Linked DNA regions of Sus scrofa: region 2 is linked to region 1. A link is a contact called in public HiChIP or PLAC-seq data. All regions are on one chromosome and are shown on one strand. Each heading gives the region's core, a stretch centred on a gene start, on an enhancer-like site or on the middle of the called end of the contact. The rest is flanking DNA. Distances are from core to core; before and after follow the strand shown.

Region 1 (4,125 bases), core at 890-3,389:
TTACAAATAACGCATTTCAAACATTTGTTTTCCAGGATCTAGTTCAGGTTCAAAATTAAAAGGTCCTGAGCTGAGTTTAAAAGGCACCCAGCACGTGATGCAAGCAGGCCAGACGCTGTATCTCAAATGCAGGTGAGTGACGGTATCTGTTTGGGGACAGTCTGGTTGCCCTTCCGCAGGCAGAACCATCCCCTAGGGGAGCGGAAAGGCGGCCCCCAGAGCAGACAGGTGGACTGCAGCGGTTCCCTGTGATGTGCCGAGAGGGCAAGGCAGGAGCACCCAGCCTCAGCCGGAGGGTGATTCATTCCTCCATGCGAGAGAATTACTCACCATGGGGAGTTAGGGAAAGAGATGCCCGGAGCGTTCGGAGTGATTTGAAAGCTTTTCTACATGTGCCGCTTTTCTGTAAAGACGACGACTTGGCCTTGCTCCCCCGGCTACCTCCAAACAGCTCTCAAGAAAGGACGGCAGCATAGCACGTCCCAATGACACGGAGGCTCCAGAACTGGCCCCAGCGTTGACGGTCTTGTTTTCTCATCTGTGATCACAGAGGGGAAGCAGCCCATTCGTGGTCTCTGCCCGCCTCGGTGAGGAAGGACAGCCGGAGGCTCAGCATAACGAAGTCCACCTGTGGAAGGAGCGACAAGCAGTTCTGCAGCACTTTGACCTTGAACGCAGCTCAGGCAAACCACACCGGCTTCTACAGCTGCAAATATCTAGCCACACCTCCTTCAAAGAAGAAGAGAGCAGAATCCACAATCTACATATTTATTAATGGTAAGACGTCCATTTTCTCCATTCTCTTTGCTCACAGCTTTGCAGGGGGTCGTAAATCCACCTGCTCCGTAGGAAAGGGGGCTTTCCTAGCGAGCGCGAAAGGAGGAAAGGGTCTAGCTGTGGAAACTTCTGGAAGGCGTTTTAACGCATCTCTTGAGTGTCAGTCTCAACCAGAATTTTCAAGGACCGGTCAGTCAGTCATCTGCTCCCTGAAGGGCAAGAGTTTTGTCTATTTTGTGCACCACTGTATCTGTAGCACCTAGAATATCGTGGGAAGAATAAATGAATGGCAAGACTCTAGTTCTAGAACTTTCTTAATTATTGAGAAGCCCCAAACGGAATACAAGATTTTTGTCCTTTAATACAGCTGCATTCTCTGATAGGCTGGAATTGTAAAAGAGTGTTTTTACTAAATTTGTGGCAGGAATGTTGCTAATGTCTTTTGAAGGTTACAGAGTTAACCCCAGTTGATGATGCCATGTTGTTTCATGTCCACCGAGCGAGTATTATGATGGAGGAGCTGGCATGTGTTATTACATAGTGAAAAGGGCGAGTCATTTTATGAGTCATTTTTGGGGTTGTCATTTGCAGGGTACTGTTTTTTCCCTCTTAGAGAAGAACAGATGAAATAACCTTCAGAGGGAGGAAATGCAAACTCCTGAAAGACATATAAAGTGCTGAGAGGAATGGATTGCTGGGAAGAATAAGGAAGATGACTTGTCCCTTGGCTCTTCCTTGTTTCATGCCAGCCAATCTCCAAAACTCAGTGGGAGAGATGAAAAAACCAACACTAGGCTCTCACATTAGAGCTGGAGGCCTGAGAACACGTGAAGGGAAATTCGTAGGCCCCTCGGGCACACACTCAGGTTAAAAAATGAAACAACTGGAGTTCCTGTGGTCGTTTAGCGGGTTAAGAACAAAACACAGTATCCGTGAGGGTTCGATCCCCGGCCCCACTCAGTGGGTTGAGGATCTGGCGTTGCCGTGAGCTGTCGTGTAGGTTGCAGACGCAGCTCGGATCTGGCGTTGCTGTGGCTGCGGTGTAGGCGGGCAGCTGCAGCTCTGATTCGCCCCCTAGCCTGGGAAGCTCCATATGCAGCCAGTGTGACCCTCCAAAGAAAAGGAGAGAAAGAAACAACCAGCCGTCAGTGTCAGCAGCCTAACCACACACTATGGGTCTTCCTCCCGGTGAGTTCAATGAAGAGCCAGCTCTGTGCCTTCAAGGCAGCACCGCAGACTTACATTTCGGTGGGAATAGTCTTTGAAACAAGGCAACTACACCACATGGTACCCAAGTGTAATGTGTAATTACCCAGATCCGGGATTAGTCATGGAAGAAGAGCAGCATGACGTGGCTGCAATAGCTCCTTAGCTCTTATCAGCCTGCTTTCAACTGAGTCACTTGTCTGTTCCTGCCCCGCCACACTCCTGTCTGCATTGTGCGGGGGCTGGAGAACCAGAGGCAACAGCATCCTAGCTGGTTACCGTCCTGGGAATGCAGCAGGCTGGGGATCTTGGCTTGGGGGAGGCAGAATGCCCCCTGTAAGAGGGGAGGGGCTCGGGGGGGGGGAGGGGGGAGGGCTGGGTTGAGGGGGGAGGGGCCACAGACCGTGTTTCGTGTTCTCTCCTCGCTCCCCGTTGTAGGTTGTGCTCTTTCTGGCACTCGGGGACGGAAGAAAACACCTTTATTGCCGTCTCTCCAGGGGCATGGGGGAAAATTCATTCATACTAAAATTCCCATAAAACTTTCTCTGTGGGTTTATGGGTCTGACTTGAGAATCAAACGCTTGAATGAGTAAAGGCAGACTGTCTCTCTTCTTTGCCCTAAAAAATGAACATTCAGTTATTTTCATCTCTTGCTCCTGTGTTACTCAGTAGACTTCAGGGTTTCTGGAGCCAGTAAGCAGGAGAGCAGAACCCGTCTCCTTCAATCCCCTTTGAAATCGGAAGAGAAACACGGCTGCTTAAAATGATCTCCGCTTGACCTGTAAAGGCAAGCAGATCTGGCAACTAACTCTTTCTTGGGGTGTGGGGTCAGTTGTCAGTGTAAGTCCCTTGAGGGTAAGGTCTACATCTGCCTTAATTACTTATATCTGCAGAGGGCCTCCCAGGGCAGTGCCTGGCTCACAGCAAGAATTCAGTCCTAGCTGTCAAATGAGCACAGGAAGTGATTAACAGGGCACTTGGAATTTTGCACTGCAGTTGACACTGAGGATGATTCCAGGCCAACCGGGAAAGACTGCCATCACTACTCGTCCATCTGGTGTCAGGCTGGGTGGGTGAACACTGGCAGCCGGGCCATGTCTGCTGTCCTGTCGGGGCCCACCGACTTCAGCATAAAGTTACCAGTCCCAGGATCTCCAGTCTCCTGTGCAGTTTGGTTGGACAGAAGGAACTTCTCTGTTTCAAAAACCATGTCCTTGGAGAAGGAAGGATTGCAAAAGGCACAGGTTGTGTTTCACAGGGTGTGACCATGGAGCACTGTGAATATCAGATGTGTTCACTGGGAAAGTCTTTGTGAGACGGTATTTTTAAATAGCACTAATACTGAAAGATATTTGAGGAGTTCCCATTGTGGCTCAGTGGGTTAAGAACCCAACATAGTCTTCGCTTGGAGCCCTGGCCTTGCTCAGTGAGTTAAGGATCCCGTGTTGCCCCAAGCTGCAGCGTGGGTCACAGGTGCAGCTCAGATGCCACGTTGCTGCGGCAGTGGTGTGAGCCAGCAGCTGCAGCTCCAATTCAACCCCTAGCCTGGGAACGTAGGCTGCAGGCGTGGCCGTAAAAAAAGAACAACAGCAAAAATTTGAATCAAGAAGAGCAACGGTGGCAGAGCATCTGAATCTTCCTTGTTAATTAGCTGAATTTGCAAATACTTAGGGAACACTTGCGAGGGGCTTGTAACTCCCGCCTTGAATAGAACATCAGTTTTGTTGTCTCTTTTCTGGTAGAGTGATGTGGGTCTCCTCGTGACACTTTATTAAAACCCAAGTTAGCTGTGATACACTTCATTAAGCAGTTGTAACTTCCAAGCAGCCTAACATTGTATGCATGTCCTATTTTCCTTCTTGTATTAATTTTGTTGCTGAGGAAATTTGGTCTTGGGCTGTCGTTTTTATTGAATGCTTACAAATTTGCAGGCTTCATTTTATTCAGGGCACAAAACTTGTCACTGTTGCCTCAGGATTGTCTCGCTCCAGCCAGTTCCTAATGCGGAGCTGTGGTTCCTTTCTGGCTGTATTCCCTGGTCATCATTCATTGTTTTTGAGTATTTACTGGAGAATATGCTATTTCATTTGGAGGATTTCTGCCCCTGGTAAGCATCTGCCAGATGTGTTGGCATCTCATTTT
Region 2 (4,125 bases), core at 888-3,387, 130 kb before region 1:
GCAGATGGAAAGAGGCAGGCAGAGTCTTACCCGTGTCAGAAGCGTCCCACGGAGCCAAGCTCCTTACCCGCCACCCAAGCGAGCACTTTCTATCTGAGTCAGGTGAGGGCCCCAGGAAGCATGGGTAAATCAGGATAATTAGGGGAGGGCTGCGTCAAGTCGCTCTTTGCAAAGATGGGGGCGGGGAGGGATCGCAGAGGATGGAGCAGGACGCTGGGGCTGGCGGTAGGGATCGTGACTGTCCCTAGACTGTAGGGTCAGAGGAGCAGGGGGTCACTGGGTTAAGAAGGAAGGGGTCGCAAGGCTCAGAGGCTGTCGTCCTGAGAGGTACCGTGACCTTCGGTGTGCGGAGGCAGCCCGTCCTAGACAATCCTGCCGGGGGGGAGCCTAGGGAAAAATACCCTTCACCTGCTCCTCTTCTGTCTGGGGTCTCCTGCCAGGGTTTCCCCTTAGGCCACGGTCCATCTGGAGGTCAGAGTTGAAGGTTAGTGAACCTGGCCGATGTCTCTTTAAGCCCAGTAAAACATCAGCATCTCTTGAAGGGCTTGGTAAAAACAGATGGCTGGACCCCACCCTAAAGCTTCAAATGCAGCAGGTCTAAGGTGGGGGCTGAGAATTTGCATTTTTAACACGTTCCCAGGTGATCCGGATGCTACTCATCTGGAGACCACGCTGGTCCTGAGCCCACACCGGTGGGCTTCCAGCCGCAAAGGGAAGAAGGCAGGCGGGGTGTCGATCTGAGAAGAAAACCCACCAGGAGAAGGGAGTTAAAACTGTTCCTAGACCGCACAGCGTGGTCACAGCCTAGCAGACCTCGGGGTCCTCGCCTCTGAAGGGAAAGAAGCCTGTAAGCTTCCGTCCAGCGCCTTCCATGATCCCGCGGACGCCAGGCTGCAGGATCTAATGCCACGTGCTTTGGTGACCACGAGAACTCGTTACAGGTGACGCCGTTTTTCTCGCTATTGACTGTTGGTGAGCGAGGTTCTCGGGTGTCGGGATGAGCTGTGGGTGGCGCCTAATGTAGAGTTTTCTAATTGTTTTTCCCGTTGGATGTAACACTGTGGGGGGAGAGACCTCTGACTTTTCCACCTAGTTTCTCTCCAGATGAAAGGAGATGTTCACTCCTCCCCAAAGTAGGGAGACCCTGTTTGATTTGTGTCAAGCCAAACATCTAGGAGACGGTTTTAAATATTGCGGGAGAATGCGCCTACTTAATCAAAGCCCCATTTGTGCTCATTTTGCCTATGAAATCGCTTCACTCTTTCGCCTAGCGAAGACTTTTCTCTTTTCAAGAGCATGTGTTGAAACCAAAAAACCCAGTTGTCCTCCTGGTCATCGGAGGCCCTGGTGTGTGAGTTGTATGTGCTCCGAGTGTTTACGTGTCTCCTTGAGGTGTGGATGTTTGTGTCCTGAATGTTGACAATGATGCAGATGATAGATGGGCAGGGCTGGAAGGGGTGGAAGATTCCCATCTGCTCCTTGGTTCCCTTTTTGTCTTCATTCAGTTCTTCAAAAAACATTTCTTAAATGCTTACTCCATAGCTGGTTAAAAATAGATTCCCTCGCCGCAGTTAGAAACTACCACTTCCAGGAATCTGATGACATCTTTCTTTCTTTCTTTTCTTTTCTTTTCTTTTTTTTTTTGGCGGAACCAGCAGCATGCAGAAATTCCCTGGCCAAGGATTGAACCTGAGCAGCCGTGACAACGCCAGATCCTTAACCACTAGGCCACCGAGGAAATCCTTAAGACATCTTTTGAACAATCATTTTGCTTTCTCTTCGGGGTATCTCTGATCCAGAAACTTAAGCTGCTCTTCAATTACTGACTCATTTGTGGCTAGAAAGGCAATCCATTCATAAGTCATGGGGCAGGTGGCAGCTGGGAAATTTGTGTCCCAATTCTGACAAGTCAAAGACTTTCAGGTTTCTTCAGGGGAGACTTTCACTGGGAGCTTTTAGAAGCCTGGGCCTGTCTCTATGCCGACCTGTTTCATTCATTCGATAAATTTCACTAAGCGCCTACAGGGTCTGAAAACATGTTTGTTGTCCTGTGTGGGCTCCCTGTAAACTAGACCTAGGGGGTGTGTCTGTGGGTGTGGGTGTGTGTGAGGCGCTATAATCCAGGGTGCTGAGTTTTTCCAAAGACCGAAAAGTCCCTGTGGACATGGACAGAATTGGTCATTGCATGACTATACCCCCAATTGTCTAGAACATCTGGAGTGATTGGTAAATATTTGCTGACTGGGTGCAGTAATAGAAAAATAAACCAGGAGCTGTAGAAACACCGAGGATGTGCTGATTAACCCTGCCTGCGGGTGCAGGAAGGATCCTGATCACCAGGAGAAGAATCGAGAAAGGCCCTTCCCCCGTCTTCCTAGGAGGTCCAGAGCAGCCCGAATTATAGACTTAAATGTTCTATGTGTTTTCCATATCTGTGAGCCCTGCGTTTTGCTAGATACATTTTTTGTATTATTTTTTAGATGCCACATGTAAGTGATATCATACAGTATTTGTCTTCCTCTGACTTTTTTCACTAAATGTAATGTTCTCTAGGTCTATCCACATTGCTCCAAATGGCAGGATTTCATTCTTTTCATGGCTGAGTAATATTCCGTCGTATAGATACACCGTATCTTCTTTCTTCCTTTGTCTGTTGACAGACACTTGGGTTGCTTTTTAGCTTGGCTTTTGTAAGTAACGCTGCTGGAGTTCTGGGGTGCATGCTCCTTTTCAAACGACTATTTTTGTTTTCTTTGGCTATATACCCAGGAATGGAATTGTCAGAGCACCTGGTAGTTCTATTTTTAGTGTTTTGGGGGACCTCCAATTTTTAGTTTTTCACAGCGGCTGTACCAATTTACATTTCCGCATTGTACAAGGGTTCCCTTTTCCCCACATCCTCACCAACATTTGTCATTTGTGTTCTTTTTGATGATGGCCATTCTGACAAGAGCGAGGTGATATCTCATTGTGGTTTTGACTTGCATTTCCCTGATGATTCTTCTGGTAACTTGGAACATTTGCATATAGCATCCTGTTATAATGCAGAAGAAAACCCTCATTTGCAGATATATGGTGTTAAGCATCTTTTCATGTGCCTGTGGGCCATCTGCATGTCTTCCTTGGAAAAATATATATAAAGATCTTCTGCCCATTTTTTAATCAGGTTTTTTTTTTTAGTTGTATGAGCTTTTTATATATTTCTGATATTAACCCCTTGTCAGTCATAGCATTTTCAAATAATTTCTCCCAACCCATATGCTGTCTTTTTGTTTCGTCAGTGGTTTCCTTGGCTGTGTAAAGGCTTGTACGTTTAATTGGGTCCCATTTATTTATTTTTGCTTTTATTTCTTTTACTTTAGGAGATAGGTCCATAAACATGTTGCTATGATTTATGTCAGAGAGGGTTCTGCCTATGCTCTTTTCTAGGAGTTTTATGATTTCAGGTCTTAAATTTAGGTCTTTAATCTACTTCAAGTTTATTTTTGCCCATGGTATGAGGAAATATTCTAATCTCATTCTTCTACATGCAGCTGTCCAGTTTTCCCAGCACTACTTACTGAAGAGCCTGTCTTTTCTCCATTGCATATTCTTGCTTCCTTTTTTTGTAGATTAAAGGAGCAGTGACCAGAGCTGTGTGGGTTTATTTCCAGTCTCTCTACTTGGTTCCCTTGATCTATGTGTTTGTTTTTGTGGAATCTAAAATTTAAAGCGAACGGATGTATATAGCAAAACAGAAACGGACTCACAGATAGAGAAAACGATAGTGGTTACCAGTGGGGAGAGAGTAGGGGAGGAGCAAGACTGGGGATGGGCTTAAGAGATACAGGCTACTGTGTAGGAAATAGATAAGCAGCAAGGATATACTGTACAGCATGGGGAATTATAGCCATTACCTTGTAACAACTTTTAATGGAGTGTAATCTATAAAAATATTGAATTACTATGCTGTACATCTGAAACAAATATTAGATGTCAACTATACTGCTATATATATATATATATATATTTTTTTTTTTTTTAAAAAAGCTTCTCTTGACAAAAGAGACAAAACCAGCCTGGATTCTGCTCTAACCATGATCTCAAGCTGTCAAGGCAGCAGCCAGAAAATGTCCATAGACTTTT

What was found. HiChIP or PLAC-seq counts read pairs in DNA pulled down with a chosen protein or histone mark.
Region 2: an H3K27ac HiChIP or PLAC-seq map of alveolar macrophages shows a contact between it and region 1. The contact joins two enhancer-like sites. A contact is called at or near these places in 1 of 47 Hi-C or Micro-C datasets (epiblast stem cells) and 1 of 2 datasets of contacts at active chromatin or transcription factors (alveolar macrophages).

Annotation. Positions count from the first base shown.
Region 1 is chr11:5,763,040-5,767,164 of Sscrofa11.1, reverse strand. FLT1 (vascular endothelial growth factor receptor 1) reads left to right here. Exons shown (of 30, transcript XM_021065525.1): 2 at 36-132; 3 at 551-777. The coding sequence starts at 98. Among named protein-coding and RNA genes, the nearest start is that of FLT1, 32 kb to the left of the region's middle. Within about 2 kb of position 2,139, at least 8 of the 83 cell types and tissues checked have an H3K27ac peak or open chromatin away from gene starts, as enhancers often do. A contact at or near this core is called in alveolar macrophages, where this site is marked.
Region 2 is chr11:5,897,808-5,901,932 of Sscrofa11.1, reverse strand. No RefSeq gene overlaps it. Among named protein-coding and RNA genes, the nearest start is that of POMP, 54 kb to the left of the region's middle. Within about 2 kb of position 2,137, at least 2 of the 83 cell types and tissues checked have an H3K27ac peak or open chromatin away from gene starts, as enhancers often do. A contact at or near this core is called in alveolar macrophages, where this site is marked.